5 separate regions of the Mus musculus genome follow, and all the other regions are linked to region 1. The links are chromatin contacts, called in public promoter capture Hi-C maps. All regions are on one chromosome and are shown on one strand. Each heading gives the region's core, a stretch centred on a gene start, on an enhancer-like site or on the middle of the called end of the contact. The rest is flanking DNA. Distances are from core to core; before and after follow the strand shown. Region 1 holds the start of A930018P22Rik (RIKEN cDNA A930018P22 gene). Region 2 overlaps Cstf3 (cleavage stimulation factor, 3' pre-RNA, subunit 3). Region 3 holds the start of Platr14 (pluripotency associated transcript 14). Region 4 holds the start of Nat10 (N-acetyltransferase 10). Region 5 overlaps Hipk3 (homeodomain interacting protein kinase 3).

Evidence for each region. Promoter capture Hi-C pulls out the DNA fragments that hold promoters and counts their contacts. Capture Hi-C pulls out chosen DNA fragments and counts their contacts.
Region 2: a promoter capture Hi-C map of trophoblast stem cells shows a contact between it and region 1, with 4 times the contacts expected there. The contact joins the enhancer-like site here to the promoter of A930018P22Rik in region 1. A contact is called at or near these places in 12 of 39 promoter capture datasets (3T3-L1-derived adipocytes, the C10 cell line, cranial neural crest and 7 more), 1 of 15 datasets of contacts at CTCF or cohesin (the NIH/3T3 cell line) and 3 of 115 datasets of contacts at active chromatin or transcription factors (embryonic stem cells, forebrain and stem cell-derived neural progenitor cells).
Region 3: a contact with region 1 is called in a promoter capture Hi-C map of embryonic stem cells, with 4 times the contacts expected there. The contact joins the promoter of Platr14 here to the promoter of A930018P22Rik in region 1. A contact is called at or near these places in 7 of 39 promoter capture datasets (the 3T3-L1 cell line, cranial neural crest, embryonic stem cells and 3 more), 2 of 15 datasets of contacts at CTCF or cohesin (the NIH/3T3 cell line and embryonic stem cells), 8 of 484 Hi-C or Micro-C datasets (CD8 T cells, embryonic stem cells, extraembryonic endoderm stem cells and 2 more) and 5 of 115 datasets of contacts at active chromatin or transcription factors (acute myeloid leukemia, embryonic midbrain and embryonic stem cells).
Region 4: a contact with region 1 is called in a promoter capture Hi-C map of liver. The contact joins the promoter of Nat10 here to the promoter of A930018P22Rik in region 1. A contact is called at or near these places in 1 of 39 promoter capture datasets (hippocampal neurons) and 1 of 9 other capture datasets (liver).
Region 5: a contact with region 1 is called in a promoter capture Hi-C map of second pharyngeal arch cranial neural crest. The contact joins the enhancer-like site here to the promoter of A930018P22Rik in region 1. A contact is called at or near these places in 11 of 39 promoter capture datasets (the 3T3-L1 cell line, 3T3-L1-derived adipocytes, the SN4741 cell line and 5 more), 10 of 115 datasets of contacts at active chromatin or transcription factors (embryonic basal ganglia, embryonic forebrain, embryonic midbrain and 4 more) and 1 of 9 other capture datasets (embryonic stem cells).

The regions. Positions count from the first base shown.
Region 1 is chr2:104,121,353-104,124,094 of GRCm38.p6, reverse strand. A930018P22Rik (RIKEN cDNA A930018P22 gene) reads right to left here and starts at 1,326. Exons shown (of 2, transcript NM_026634.2): 1 at 766-1,326. The coding sequence starts at 1,264.
Region 2 is chr2:104,628,694-104,631,435 of GRCm38.p6, reverse strand. The region is part of intron 3 of Cstf3 (cleavage stimulation factor, 3' pre-RNA, subunit 3); the gene reads right to left. Among named protein-coding and RNA genes, the nearest start is that of Cstf3, 40 kb to the right of the region's middle. Within about 2 kb of position 1,330, at least 5 of the 459 cell types and tissues checked have an H3K27ac peak or open chromatin away from gene starts, as enhancers often do. A contact at or near this core is called in trophoblast stem cells, where this site is marked.
Region 3 is chr2:104,557,804-104,560,545 of GRCm38.p6, reverse strand. Platr14 (pluripotency associated transcript 14) reads right to left here and starts at 1,362. Exons shown (of 4, transcript NR_040322.1): 1 at 1,340-1,362; 2 at 571-822.
Region 4 is chr2:103,759,886-103,762,627 of GRCm38.p6, reverse strand. It overlaps Nat10 (N-acetyltransferase 10), which reads left to right and starts at 1,358. Exons shown (of 29, transcript NM_153126.3): 1 at 1,358-1,579.
Region 5 is chr2:104,465,997-104,468,738 of GRCm38.p6, reverse strand. The region is part of intron 2 of Hipk3 (homeodomain interacting protein kinase 3); the gene reads left to right. Among named protein-coding and RNA genes, the nearest start is that of Hipk3, 27 kb to the left of the region's middle. Within about 2 kb of position 1,333, at least 28 of the 459 cell types and tissues checked have an H3K27ac peak or open chromatin away from gene starts, as enhancers often do. A contact at or near this core is called in second pharyngeal arch cranial neural crest, where this site is marked.

The DNA.
Region 1 (2,742 bases), core at 77-2,576:
TGTGCTGCAGAGGTGAAATTATCTTTCCAGAGCCATGTGCCTTCCTCTAATAGTCCAATTCAAGCCTTAGAACAGGGGGTGAATCAGGATAGCCTCAGGCTACTAATTCCTGAGCAATTTAATTAGTCCTTCTGGAAATATGGCTGGCTCTAACTGCCTTACTGTCCGCTAGAGAGGCATCTGTTCATATACCAGAGGATTCCTGCTTACATCAGCACTTGTTCTGCTCTGATGTGGATCCCCAAAACCTCAGACTTTAGACCAGATGTCAAAGTCCAAGATCTTGTCCGAGGGTTTGGGGCCCAGGGAAGGGCAGAGGCCAAGGCTCCTCAGTGAATGACTGTGGGGCTTCAAGGTCTGGGCGATTCTTATGATCTCCTTCCACCCACAGACCCAGCTTAAGATTTGAATACTGAAGATTAATGTCTCTAGAGATAGGGAGCCTGTTGTGGGTGGAGCTCTAGATTACAGAAATGTGGTCTTACTGTGTAGGACTGCTAAATTTAAGAAGAGTGTGCTTCAGGTGTGAAGAGTCAGTGTCAAATTACTTCAAGGGCTAGCCCCTAAGGGTTTAAAACTAAAGGGCTTGAATAGCTCAGGTGTGTGGGGAGGCAGGGGTCGGTTGAAATTCAGCACGTGGGGGTCTGAACCTCTGGAGGACAGATATTTGGGGGTGGAACTCCTAGGGCTGGGGTCACATTCTGTTGCCTGACTCTAGGGGGCAATTAAGGCAGCTAGGATTGGGCTCGTTTGGCAGTCACGCACAGCGCTGGGAGTCGAAGCCGTCCCCAGTGATTGTGAGCAGCTCCAGCTCCTTAATCCGGATCTCTAGCTCGCACAGCTCCTCAGGGTGGGAGGCGGATGCGAGCCAGGGGGTCGTGGAGCCGGGGACCAGGGCCGAAGTTGCCATCTCGGGGCCTGGAGGCGGCGAGTAGAAGAAGCGCAGAGGCTCGTAGGGAATAGAAGCCAGGCCGGACGGCCAGGGAGGAGGACACGGGCGCTCGCTGGGGGGACCCAGGCCAGGCGGCGGCGGCGGCACCGTAGCTGGGGGTGCCAGAGGCAGGGATCGGACCCCCGCTACTCCTGCCACCCCGGCCGCCGGCGTCCCGCCCGCCTTCAGCGGCACGAAGAGCTTCTTCCAGATGTTAAAATCGCTCAGCGGAGACGACGAGATGCCCCGGTCGTAGAGCGACGGAAAGTAGAGGGGCGGGGCCGGCCGCTGGCTCATCTTGGGGTTCTGGCTGCCGCGCCGCCCCTTCGGCATCTTTTGAATGGGAGGCTGCGTGAGAGGAACCCCGCGCCGGGAGACGCGCGCCAAAGCCCCGTGTCTAGGAGTTCGGAGATTCCACAGGCCCCGCCCCGACGGAGCGTGGCCCCACCCTTCGCTCTAGCTACGCCCCTAGGAGGCGGAGCTCTGGAGAGCAGAGGCCCCGCCCCACGAGTCAGCTTCGGGCAAAGCTATCGTCCTTGACCTCTTTTGGTGCAGCTGCTGCCCTGCACTACCCGCCCCAAAATAGCCCAGGCACACTTTAGTCTCGGGCCCTAGACTCCTCCCAGAAGCCTTCAATTCTTTTCTGCTGCTAATACTGCACACAGAGTTGGCCGAGGCTGAGAGAGAAATTCAGCTTTCTCCTTTTATCAGGGAGTGGAAAATATTTCCTAACAACCAGACCCTTTGTCCTAGCAATCTTGACTCATTATTTAGAAACTGAAAAAAAATGTGTGGCTGACTTCATTCTCTACAGAGGGAGAAAAGGAAATTTTTCTGGTAAATGTAGAGATGCTATGGAATATTCTGGAAATGGGGAAGCAGTCTGAGTTTGTAATGACCCTGAGGCAAACAACTTTTTTTTTTTTTTTTTATGAAATGCAGTTTAATTCTCTTCTGAACACATAAGTTATCAGGAGCTGACAGGCAGCAAAACACCAAAAGGAAATTATGGGGCCCACCTCAAACACCACACCCATCCCTGAGAACTGGATGTTCTGTCCAAGAGACATGTACAGCTCATTTTTATGAACTATGAGCCAGTAACTAAGGAGAAGTCAATTTCCTTCAGGCTGCTTACTCTTTTAATGATCACCTGCAGGAATGAGCAGGGAGGGTTGGAGGTCATGGAAGCGCAGGCTCAGCTCCGTGAGCGAACTTGTGTATACAGATATGTGCTAAATACATGGGGTGGGGCAGCAAAAGATGGAGTCTGATATCCAGACTGCTAGTCTTGGGCAAGCAGTTTGACTTGGAGGAGAGGCTGGTTGTTTGCTTTTGTGTAACCCAAGTTGGATTAGAACTTCCCATGTGGTCGGCCACATAATTCCAGCAATCCTCTTGTCTCTCTTACCTGGCAGGCGTCAGAGACGAGCATCACCATGCCTAGCATGTCGCTGGACATGTACATGTTTTCTCTCTTTTCCTTTTTAAGTTTTATTGTGTGTGGAACCATGAGTGTGTGTGTGTGTGTGCACTCAGATGCCCACAGAGGTCAGGAGGATATGGGTGCCGGAGACTGTATCAGATCAGGGTCTTCTGCAGGAGCACTCAATGCTCGTACCGGACTAACCCATTTCAATAGCACTGTTTAGTTGTTTGTAAAATAGGTCTGAGCCCCTCCTCCACCTCCTGCATCAAAGAGCAAAGGATATTTTATTACTCAAACAAGAGGAACCTGAGCTAAATGATGAAATATAAAGTAGGTGTGCTCAAGAGCAGCTTTCCCGTTAGTGAAATATTTATATATGTCA
Region 2 (2,742 bases), core at 81-2,580, 510 kb before region 1:
GCAAAACACTGGAAATAATGAATGTATAAAACTGGTTAATTAGCATTCACCTGAAACAGACAGCAGTATGAACTGTACAAGTGAATTTTTAAATATACAAAAGTATGCTACCATGTCTACAGCTTAACTGGGAAACAGTATTTTCCAGCATGTGAGGCCCTGCGTTCAGTTCCCAGCACCAGAAAAATACTCTGCCATGGGAAAAATAAAAGCTGCCAAAAAAGCATTAAGAAGTGGGGTATAGAGACTAATTCAGCATTTAAGAGCATTTGCTGTTCTTCCAGGTTCCATATTAGGTGGCACAAAACTGGATTTCATCCCAGCTCTGGGGAATCTAATATCTTCTTCTGGTCTCTGTGGCTGCATGCATGCATGTACACATACAGACAGAAATAAAAACCCTTAAAAATTTATTTTATGTATATGAATATTTTATCTGCACACACACACACAAACACACACACACACACACACACACACACACACACATTGTTGGATGCCCTGGAACTGGGGTTATAGATGGTTGTGAGCCACCATGGGTGCTGGGAAATGACCTTTGGTCCTCTGCAAGAGCAACACGTGCTCTTAACCACTTAGCCATCTCTCTAGCCTAATATTAATAATAATACTTTAAAAAGTATCAAGATTTTATAGGCCTAGAAGTTAGAGTGATTAGGTTAAAGGCTAAAGGTAGCTAGGTAGTGGCTCAGACCTGGATGATGAATTCATTTAGTACAGTCTGGGATAGACATGAAATCCTTGTCTAAAAAAAGGAAAGAGATAGACGGATAAAAAGACAGACACATAGGTGCGAAATAGTTTTTCTTTTAACAATTAGAACAGGTTCAGCTTTTCCTCCCATCTTCCTTTTACTTGGTACCATTCATAATGTCTGCTTTTTAAATAAACTATAGTAATGATCCCTGAAAGTATAATCTTATGTTTGCCTTTTAAAATTAGTCTTTTGATCCTACAATTACTTATCCATGTACTAGCTTCAGGAATAAGTGTGAATGAAAGTCTGTGATGGTCAACGTCTGTCCACTAACTCATCCAAGGATATTCTGCTCACTCATCAGAAAACAAATGATTCAAGATCATTCTCTTTTTCCTTCTGATTCCGGGTCTTATTTTGTAGGTTTGGCTGGCCTTGAACTCAAGAGATCTAGCTGCTTCCTGAGTGCTATGATTAAAACATGTACACACACAGCTCAATGTAATTATAGAGATACCATGAATACCAGGGAAATGGCTCAGCAGGTAAAAGCCCCGACCACAAAAGCCTAGCAATACAAGTTTAAACCTAGAACTCATACACGCCAGTGACACACACTTGTAATTCTATACTGGGACAGTGCTAGGAGAGGTGGGGACAGGAGAATCCACCTGAAGGTAGTAGGCCAGCCAGCCTGAAGCGTGCAGCAGCACAGCTGCAGGAACAAAGTGGATGGGAAGAACTCCAAGTCATCTTTTGACCCCCACACAAACCCCTTTAGGATTTCTTAAGTTTTCTTGTAGCTCCCACAACAGTGTATGACAGTACTAAGTCAATATAGTTAAAACTCTACCAGCTGTCTGCATACCCATACATGCGAACATTCATATTTATGCAATATGGCCAAAATTACTTATAAAATACAATATCTTGTTTTGTTTTTTTTGAGACAGGGTTTGAACTCACCAACATATGGCAGCCTCTACAAGGATTAAAAGCATAGGTCACAGGACTGGAGAGACGGCTCAATGGTTAAGAGCAGTGGCTATTCTTGCAGAGCACAAGAGTTCAATTCCTAACACCCACATGGCAGCTCACAATCGTCTGTAATCCAGTTCCAAGTGATTTGACACCCTCACACAGATATACATGCAGGAAAAACATCAACGCACACAAAACAAAAATAAATAAATAATTTAAAAGGAAGCATATGTTAGCATGCATAGTCATAAACTACTGTCTTAAGTACATCAGGAAATGTAAAAATGTATAAATTTCTAAAAGTTCATTATAAGGTCTTTAATTCTTAAGACAGTAGCTTTAAAAACTCTCTTCAATTTGTTTTACTTGTACATGCGTGCAGACATGCCACATGTTAATGTATGGAAGTTGAGAGGACAACTTGCAGGTATCAGTTCTTTCCTTTCACCACGTGGACCCCATGGATTGAACTCAGTTGTCAGGGTTGGTTGAAGGTATCTTTTTAACTGTTGAGCTATACTACAAGTTTGCATAATGGAGTCTTACATCTAGTAGGTTTCCATGATTTAGATATTTACATGAGTATAATAAAAGTCAATTCCATTACTCATTCATTCTACTGAATAGAAACGGTTTTTAGTTCTAGAAACATCTCTTAGCCATAAAAAGGAGAAATTAGAGACTGAAAGTGGAATATAACTAAAAAACTTTCCTTATAAGAAAAACAAAGACAAAAAAAGGAAATGTAAACTTTTTTGTGAATCCAAAATGGATCTGATGATCAAATTATCATAATAAAAATAACAGAAAAATAAATTGCATAGTATTGAATTGAGTACCAGCAGCTCTTTCTCAGTCATTACCTAATCCTGATGAGGCCAGGGGAATACGTACAAAACCATTTCTCTGACCCTTCCCTATACTCCACTGTCCTACCACAATATGTATACAAAGTATAAAATCTAGAGACAAATATTGTACAGGTAAGATTTTCATTGTATAGGGTGGGTTATATTTTTGGAAAACCAGATTCTATTACTTAGCAT
Region 3 (2,742 bases), core at 113-2,612, 440 kb before region 1:
ACAGACTTGTTCAGCCTCTTAAGTATCAGTTGATGCAGATGTGGATTTGCTGTTTCTGCTCAGATGAATGGCAGACAGGTGGTGCTGCAGGTTGATCTACCTGCTGAGCTCAGATTCAGACTATCAAACTCAAGGCCAGTTTCAGTTGGTGGACTCAGTATGTTCTTAGTCATGGAGGACCCAGCTTTCTTTCCCTGTGTGATTCACTGAGTCTAACATCTCACCACCTACACTGTTTGGCTAGTCAACATCTGGTCCTCTTGCTCTCCACAGCTGCCTTCCAGGGTTATCTCTCTTTGTGGATCAGACTACATTCAGGTTCCTGGTTTGTGGTTATTCCCTGCATTCAAGCCCCCATGCTCTCTTGATTTTACACAATAGTTTTTGTCTTGGGATGGCCTCTAACCATTGCTCTCCAAGTCATATCAATTGGCAGCAAAACAGGATTCCTCTCCTTTGCTGACTCATCTGCTGGAGAAACAAACAAAAAACCAAAACAAACCCACAACTGGACTGGAGGCTTGTGAGGCTGTGGGAGGCCCACACATCTTTCTGCCAAGGCTGGCTTACCTTTCAGATGGTGTCCCCCTACACCAGGGGTGTGTGTGTCTCAGAATCTCTGGAGGATGTGATTGGCAGGCTTTCTTCTTTTTGGTCTCTTCAAGCTGGTCTTTTTCTCTAGATTTTCATGTGTCCTGACAGCACCTTTGTGAAATTCTAGAGCTCCTCCTGCCGTTAATCTTCGGAGATTAAGAGAGTATGTTTCTCTTTACTCTGATTCTTCTTCTCTTAGTCACACAGAAGCAGTTTGTAGTCTGAACCCTGAAATTCAGGGAGGAACGGGGAGGGGGGTAGAGGGAGGGGAAACTGTAATCAGGATATATATTTGTTGTGGGAAATATTAAAAAAGAACTGACACGTTCCCATGCTTGTGCCAGCAACTCTCTGCCCCAGTGGTCTGGTCAGGCATTGGTCAACTTGTTTTATCTCATGGAGACTCTGACTCAGAACTCCACAATCTCTCCACCCAGCCCCCTAGGTTCCCACTGGTGGGTCCTTACCAAGCCCACCTGTGCTTCAAATCCCCCACAACCTTTGTGTTGCACATTTAGCACACCCATGCTTTACAGGATACCTTTCTCTCTTGAACCCAGATGAGCCGCCCCCACTGTGTGAAGGGAAAGCCAACACAAACTTAGTTCAGAAACAATGGTAACTCAATCTCTGGGCACAACAACTAAAACCTAATCTTGTAAGCCTTATTAAAATCTGATTCCTCTGGTGGCGAATCCTTACACATCCGCCATGATACCGGGAAACTCTAGCAGCTACATCTTACATATATGCTGTCCCCATTCCAAAAGACCTAAAACTCTCTCCTGCTTCCTCTCTTCCTCTGACCAATCCGGAAGTCCCGCCTACTCACCCAGTGATTGGCTCCTTTATTCTTTAAGGGATTGGTTCACAAGAAGCCACCTGTGCAGATAACTCATTCCTCATTCCAGGCAGTCTCTCCCGGGGGAGCAGAATTAACATAAAATACAGGCAGCACAGAGCCATCCACAACATATGTAATGTGAGAGAAAAAAAAAAAAAGTCTATCTCAATACAAGGAAAATAAATAAGTAAACTCTTTCTTTTGTAAGTTGCCTTGGGCGTGGTAGGTTTTTTGGTTTTTGTTTGTTTGTTTGAAGACTGTTTTTGGTTTAAGCTGAGGGAAAACATCCCAACAGCACAGGGAAAACCCTCAAGGATGACTGAGTCTTCTCTGAAGACAAACCCCCCTCTTCAGGACACTTTAATGTCAAGCCTTTTATAGCCACAAAATCCATTAAGGCTTCTGCATTAGTGACTATTTAATTGCTGATATAAAACACTATGACTAAGGCTACTTACGAAAGAAAGCGTTTGCTTTTATTTATTATTTTATTTTTTACTGAAATCGATTTTGTTTTCTTTTCTTTCCTTTCCTTTCCTTTTCTTTTTTTTTTTTTTTTTTTTTTTTTTTTTTTTTGTGAACCAATAAAGCTTTACTAGGCTTATGTTCAGGAATATGGGTGAGGGGTTTTTCACGGGAGTGGAAATGACTCAGACAGATAGAGAACCAAGGCTGTCACAGTGAGAGAATTCCCAACCACTGGGCTCTCTCTCCAACTCCCTACAGTGAGAGACTTCCTAACCACTGGGCTCTCCTCCAGCTCCCTAGTTTGTTTTTGTCTTTGAGGCAGGGTCTATGTAGCTCTGGTTGGTCTGGAACTTGCCACGTAGAGCAGGCTGTTCTTAAACACATACGTACAGATCTACCTGCCTCTGTGCTAGGACTAAAGGCCTGTGCCATCACACCTGGCCCACTTTGGGTTTTGGAGACAGGGTCCAGTGTGAGCCAGCATCGCTTCCCACACCTTATGTAGCCAAGGATAACCTTGCACTTGTGATCTCCCATCTCTCCCTCCCTAAGCTGGCCTGTCCTAAGCAAGCTAAACGTGTGCATACTCTATCTGGAGTGGATCCACTCCGAACTGTACACCCTAAATACACGTGCAAGGTCATGTGGATGACTACGTAAGCCAACACACAGAGGTAACTGGGATACGGGCACCCGTGGAATGTGCAAGAGGAGCCAAGAACAGGAGCATACTCCATAGGCCCCGCCCTCAAGAGATGCGGCTGGAGGATCAGGAGTTCAAGGACAGCCTCAGCTAAGGATCTAGTTTGAGGCTGGCCTGACTTAGAGAGCCTGTC
Region 4 (2,742 bases), core at 109-2,608, 360 kb after region 1:
GCTATCATCACTTGAAGTCAACCCAGACCAGAGTTTTGACTCCTGGGACAAAGGTGGAGGAAGAGAATTGTCTCCAAAACCCTCTAAACCTGCAGGTGTGCAGTTCCATTCCCATACCCATCTTCTCAAGCACATTTGATATTCTACACTGAGAATATTCTACATCAACTATTTTCAGTCCAACTACTTGATAGGGGCAGTTGGCAGTAAGTTGGAAGCTGTCTTTGTTGTCTTTATATTCTTCAGTAAAATCACATGCTTCCACAGCATAGACAGCTCAGCCATCTAGCACTGGCTACCCTTCCCCTGCCCTACTACTTTATCATTCTAAATCTTGACTATCTTATGGCAGTTGCCCCCGTTTGCATCCTGACCTGGTGGTTTCAGATTTTGCAGTGACTAAGGTAATCATAGCCATCATCTCTGTTCCCAAAATTCCAGTTTTTTGTTTTCATTACAACGGAAATACCATATCTGGGCTACTTAAGCAGAATCGACTAGCCTTATTTGCCCATTTTTGTCCTCTTCCTATATTGGTTCCTTTAAAAAAAAAAAAGTCGAGTACTCACAAGGGTCATTATTTCTAAGTTTTGTGTTTTGCTTGTGTCACCACCACCTTATAGGACTTGTCTGCCCATTATAACAAAGTACTGGTAGTTTTATTTTCTTAAGTGCATTTAGAACCTTAGTATTAAGTCTAGGGCTGTATTGGTGACTTAAAACAATATGGCTAGGCATCATGAAGTCTTTAAAGTCCATTGAAATTTAGATTGATATTGAAGTTGGTGCGTAAATTTGGGGAAGGAATTCGTTTTAGATAACAGAACTTGTGCCCAAAAATATAGGATAAACCGATTTCACGTGGCTCATGCTAAAAGGAAAGCAGACATACTTACGGGTATCCTTGTGGATGTGGTTGGATGAGCTTTGAGACCCAATGTTGGGCTTTTAGTACACTTGGCATGAGTAAGAAAAGCCTGCAGAGTACCGCGGCCACGATCGTTGGTACAAAGTCTACAGACATTCTCAGACTGCTGCCGGATGGAGGTTCAAGTAAGATGAATTAAACAATTACTGGGCTAGTTTCATATAAAAGTAGGGAGGTCGATAAAACAACACCTACGCTAGCAACAGCTATTGCCTTGTACAACCCTGCTATAGAGGTTTTTTTCAACATAGCAACAGTGGACGAGTTCCTGTACCAGTGGCAACGGCAAATGCGAGACACCCGGATATCTAAACGATTACTTCCGCCTGTCATAGCCAGGTTACCCGCAGCAAATGGCGAAATGGCGGCCGGGAGTTAGTGCGCAAGCGTAGCGGAGATCCGCGGCGTGTTCTTACGTCATCACTAAGCGTCGAAGCCATGGAAGGTCCCATAGCTGTAGTGGTCCCCTCCCTTCTGAGCACTTGCCCACGTGCTGTCTGCCACTTAAGCGGATTCACGTGCAGCGGCGGCCCCGGCGTAGCTCAGCTGTGTAGAATTTTCTCCAGCAGATTGGTCAGCCTGGGTAGCAACTCGGTGTCTTCACGTGCTTCCGTTGTGCAGCTGCCTGGTGTCGGCCGGAGCAGGGCGCAGGTACTCTTTGCAAGGGACTGGGTCGGATGTTGAGATGTGCGTTTGGGTCTTTCACTGGCCGGTAGGGCTGGCTCGAGTACGGAAGCTTCTGTACCGGCTGGTGCCTGTATCTTCGGACTCTTCGCCTGGACTGCCCTACAGACAGACGTTCCTGGTCCGGGATACTCTGACATGCGGGGCTGGCTTCTCGAGCGCTTTCCGGGAGTGTGGCTCCTTCCCACACTCGGGCTTCTTCTCTCTCTTTGAGAGAATGGGTTGGTGTCAAAACTATTTTCTGAGAAACTCGGCTCCTCGTAGCAGTGGTAGGCTTTGAACTAACGCGGTTTAGTCCCAGATATTCTGCTCTTAAATACTGCAGTATGCCAGTTTATTTGCACTATTTAGCTGTCTCAGTCAGGACATTTGACAGTGCACCTCGTGATGCTTAGTACCCGGTGCTGTGTGTACAAGAATGGATACAGCCGAATGAAAATGACTTGTCGATCAGGTTGTGGTGGCGTATACCGTTAATTCCAGCGCTTGGAAGGTGGAGCCTGGAGTATTTTTTGGAGCTCGAGGCCAGTCTGGTCTGCATAGTGAGACTGTTTGAAAAAACAAAACAAAGCAAACAACAACAACAACAAAACCCAATACGATTCATCTTATTTTCTCTTTCCAATAATGCTTTCCTTATGTATTAAACGTTTCTTGGAACCAGTAATTTTAGATCGTTATCAGATCCCTCACTCTGGCCATTAATTTTACATTAGTTTTGTGTGTAGTTGTATTTCATCTACTTTTAAAAGTACTTTTTAGAATTAAAGCTTGTACTCAGGGGCCTTACCTGTTAATTCTAAGACTCTCCTATTATAACAAAAAATAAGACTCCCCCCCCCCCCCCCCCCCAAGACAGGGTTTCTCTGTATAGCCCTGGCTGTCCTGGAACTCACTCTGTAGACCAGTCTGGCCTCTAACTCAGAAATCCGCCTGCTTCTGCCTCCCAAGTGCTGGGATTAAAGGCGTGGGCCACCACTGCCTGACAAGATAAGACTTTTAACAATTAAGCTGGACTCGTTAACATTAGGTACCCATTCATTTTTTGTAGGTGTTTATGTGGCTGGCAACATAAAGCTTACAAACTGAGTTGCTTTGGACTTGGGTAGATCCCAGTGTAAAGTCTATTT
Region 5 (2,742 bases), core at 84-2,583, 340 kb before region 1:
GAAATCTTATTCAATTGCATGGAAAGAAACACTAGTAGTGCTTTCCCGACTCCTGTCCTTTCTGTCACAGACTGTGGGCTCCGAGCCTTCAGTAGCCAGCTATCATATTATATAAACTCCAGCTCCAGCTGCCTGCGCCCTATATTTAGTTCACTCGTTAGTAAGTGACTTCATTATATTTGGGTCCTGCACTATTTCCATGTCAGATTCTGTGCTATGTGATATCTAGTTTCCTTTTTATTACCGAAATGTTTGGGAGGAGAGTAAACAGAAACATTTTATACTTGAGAATGAATTTCTATTGGTATATTAAATGTTTCAGGAGAGAATCATTTAAAAAACTTAAATATGATCCTGTTTTCTTTTTTTTTTTCCCCCTTTTTTTTTTGAGACAGGGTTTCTTTCTCTGCGTAGCCCTGGCTTTCCTGGAACTCACTCTGTAGACCAGGCTGGCCTCGAACTCAGAAATCTGCCTGCCTCTGCCTCCCAAGTGCTGGGATTAAAGGCGTGCACCACCACCGCCCAGCTTTTTTGTTGTTGTTTTTTTGTTGTTGTTGTTTTGTTTTGGTTTATGATCCTGTTTTCTAGCATTAGGTCTTGGCATAAATATTAGCCTTTATGTTGAGAAAGGAAGAAAATTCGGAATAATTGTTAAGTATAACTTCTATTCTGAGTTCGGGTTAATATTTACCTGGCTTTCAGAAGCTGTACAGAGCTAAGATTAGTCACAGGTTCTGAGTGTTGAGAGTTTTTTTTAAAAAAAAAAAAAACCCAGAAGTTTGTATTTAATAAATAAAGCTCATGGTTATGTTTTGGATGATTATACATTCATAAAGTACTGAAAATGGACTTGATGGCAGATTTAAGAGGTAGAATAGGTAGTAAATATTAAGATAGATTAGCAAAACTGCAGTGTAGTTCTTAATTAGTTTGTGCTGAGTCTGGTCTATCTTTACATGAAAATGGTGGCTAGCGATTACTTTATTTCAGAATTTGCACATCATTTTTGCAACCTTGCTGCTTTTGTTTTAGCTTATGACAGGGTTACTTAGAAATTGGATTATACTTGATTTTTCTGTTTAAAAGATTCTGTGTGGTTAAATGGTAGTATAATAAATATTTTAAGATGTATATCCTAGTTTTAAGGTAAAGAATTGATTTAGACACAGATTCATGTGTTACCCGTTTAAACTCTGCAACACAAATGTAGTAGGGATATCTTAAAATAGACAGGGTAGCGGCCAGAGATTGTTGCCTACTATAGATGGTGAGGCTGTCTAGCTCCTGCAGTGATGGAAGCCAGAGCATGCTAAGGGCACTGATTTGCTCAAGGTCAGCATGTTCTAAATTGAGCTGCCTGAGTGTGCTTTCTGTCAGGAACACGTAGGGCTTTTGAATGTGGGAAGCTTTAGCAGCAGAAGGTGCTGTATTTATGAGGTGTGGTGGCAATATTCAGGTCATGACGTTCTTTTTTTTTTTTTTTTTTAAATATAGAATTTTAGCCTGTGGGTCTCAGCTATTTCAGAGCAGAGACAGAAAAGTGGGCTATAAAGTAACCTGCTTAGCAGGAAATATATGTTGCTATACTATGACTTGATAATTGCCATTGAAGTAATGCATGCTCTGTAGGAATGCGGATAAAACGCAGTGAGACTGCTCACCCAGCTGTGGTCCTCGCCTCAACTTGTTACTCCTGTGCTAGTACAGAAAGGTGGAGTGATGAGTGGTGAGATGACAGTTGTTCTTTAGGGCACACTCTTTTTGGACCCAGAAGTTTCAAAGGTAACGTTCCTCTGACATATAGAAGGCATATGGAGAGACCCGTTGTAATTGATACTTTATATAGGTTACTTTATTTCTTGATTTTTTTTTTTTTGAGGCAGGGTCTTACTATGCAGGTCCAGTTACATTCTATATAGATTAGCCTAGCCTTATAAACATGTGACTGTCCTGCCCCTGACTCGTAAGTGCTGGATGTGTGCCACCAAACCCAGGTAGGTTACTTTAGATTAGACTACCGAGCTTCTGCACCATTTCATTTTTGTTTTTCAAAGCATTTTTATCTATTCTCCTCTGTTTCTCACCTCTTGCTCTCAAGAGAGAGAGTTAGGGGGTGAGATGAGAAAGACTTGCTCTGTGAGCCTAGAATGGCCCAAGAATTACTCTGTAGCCTGGACTGGTCTTGAGCTTCATTCATTTAAAGCATACACTTCCATGGCTTTGATTATAGTTGTAGTTGTAAGTTGATGAATCAATTTTAGAATGCTTATGCACCCTCCAAAGAACACCCCCCCCCACCATTGTTCTCCAGCCTTCTCATCTTCCTGTCTCTTTCAACGGCCAACCAAAGTTCATCCATGTTATAGCATGCATCAGTAGTAGCACGTATCCCTAGTGTTACCAGTGAGTTCAAGGTACCAATGAAAAGAATAGAAATTGTCAGTGATTAGAGCCTTTTCCTAAAATCCTTAGTGCCCTAAGGCGGGGTGCATTGTGCTGGGTGCATTGACTAGCACATAGCCAGCCCCGCCTGGCATGCAGTGTGATAAGCAGCTGTGCAAGGAGAAAAGGGGAGAGCAGTTTTTATTCTTTTATACTTCTTTTTCAGTTTGAAGTAGTTTTAGATATATAAAATACTAACATGTTACCTTCTTTTTTAAATATTTATTTATTTATTTATTTATTTATTTATTTATTATATGTAAGTACACTATAGCTGTCTTCAGACACTCCAGAAGAGGG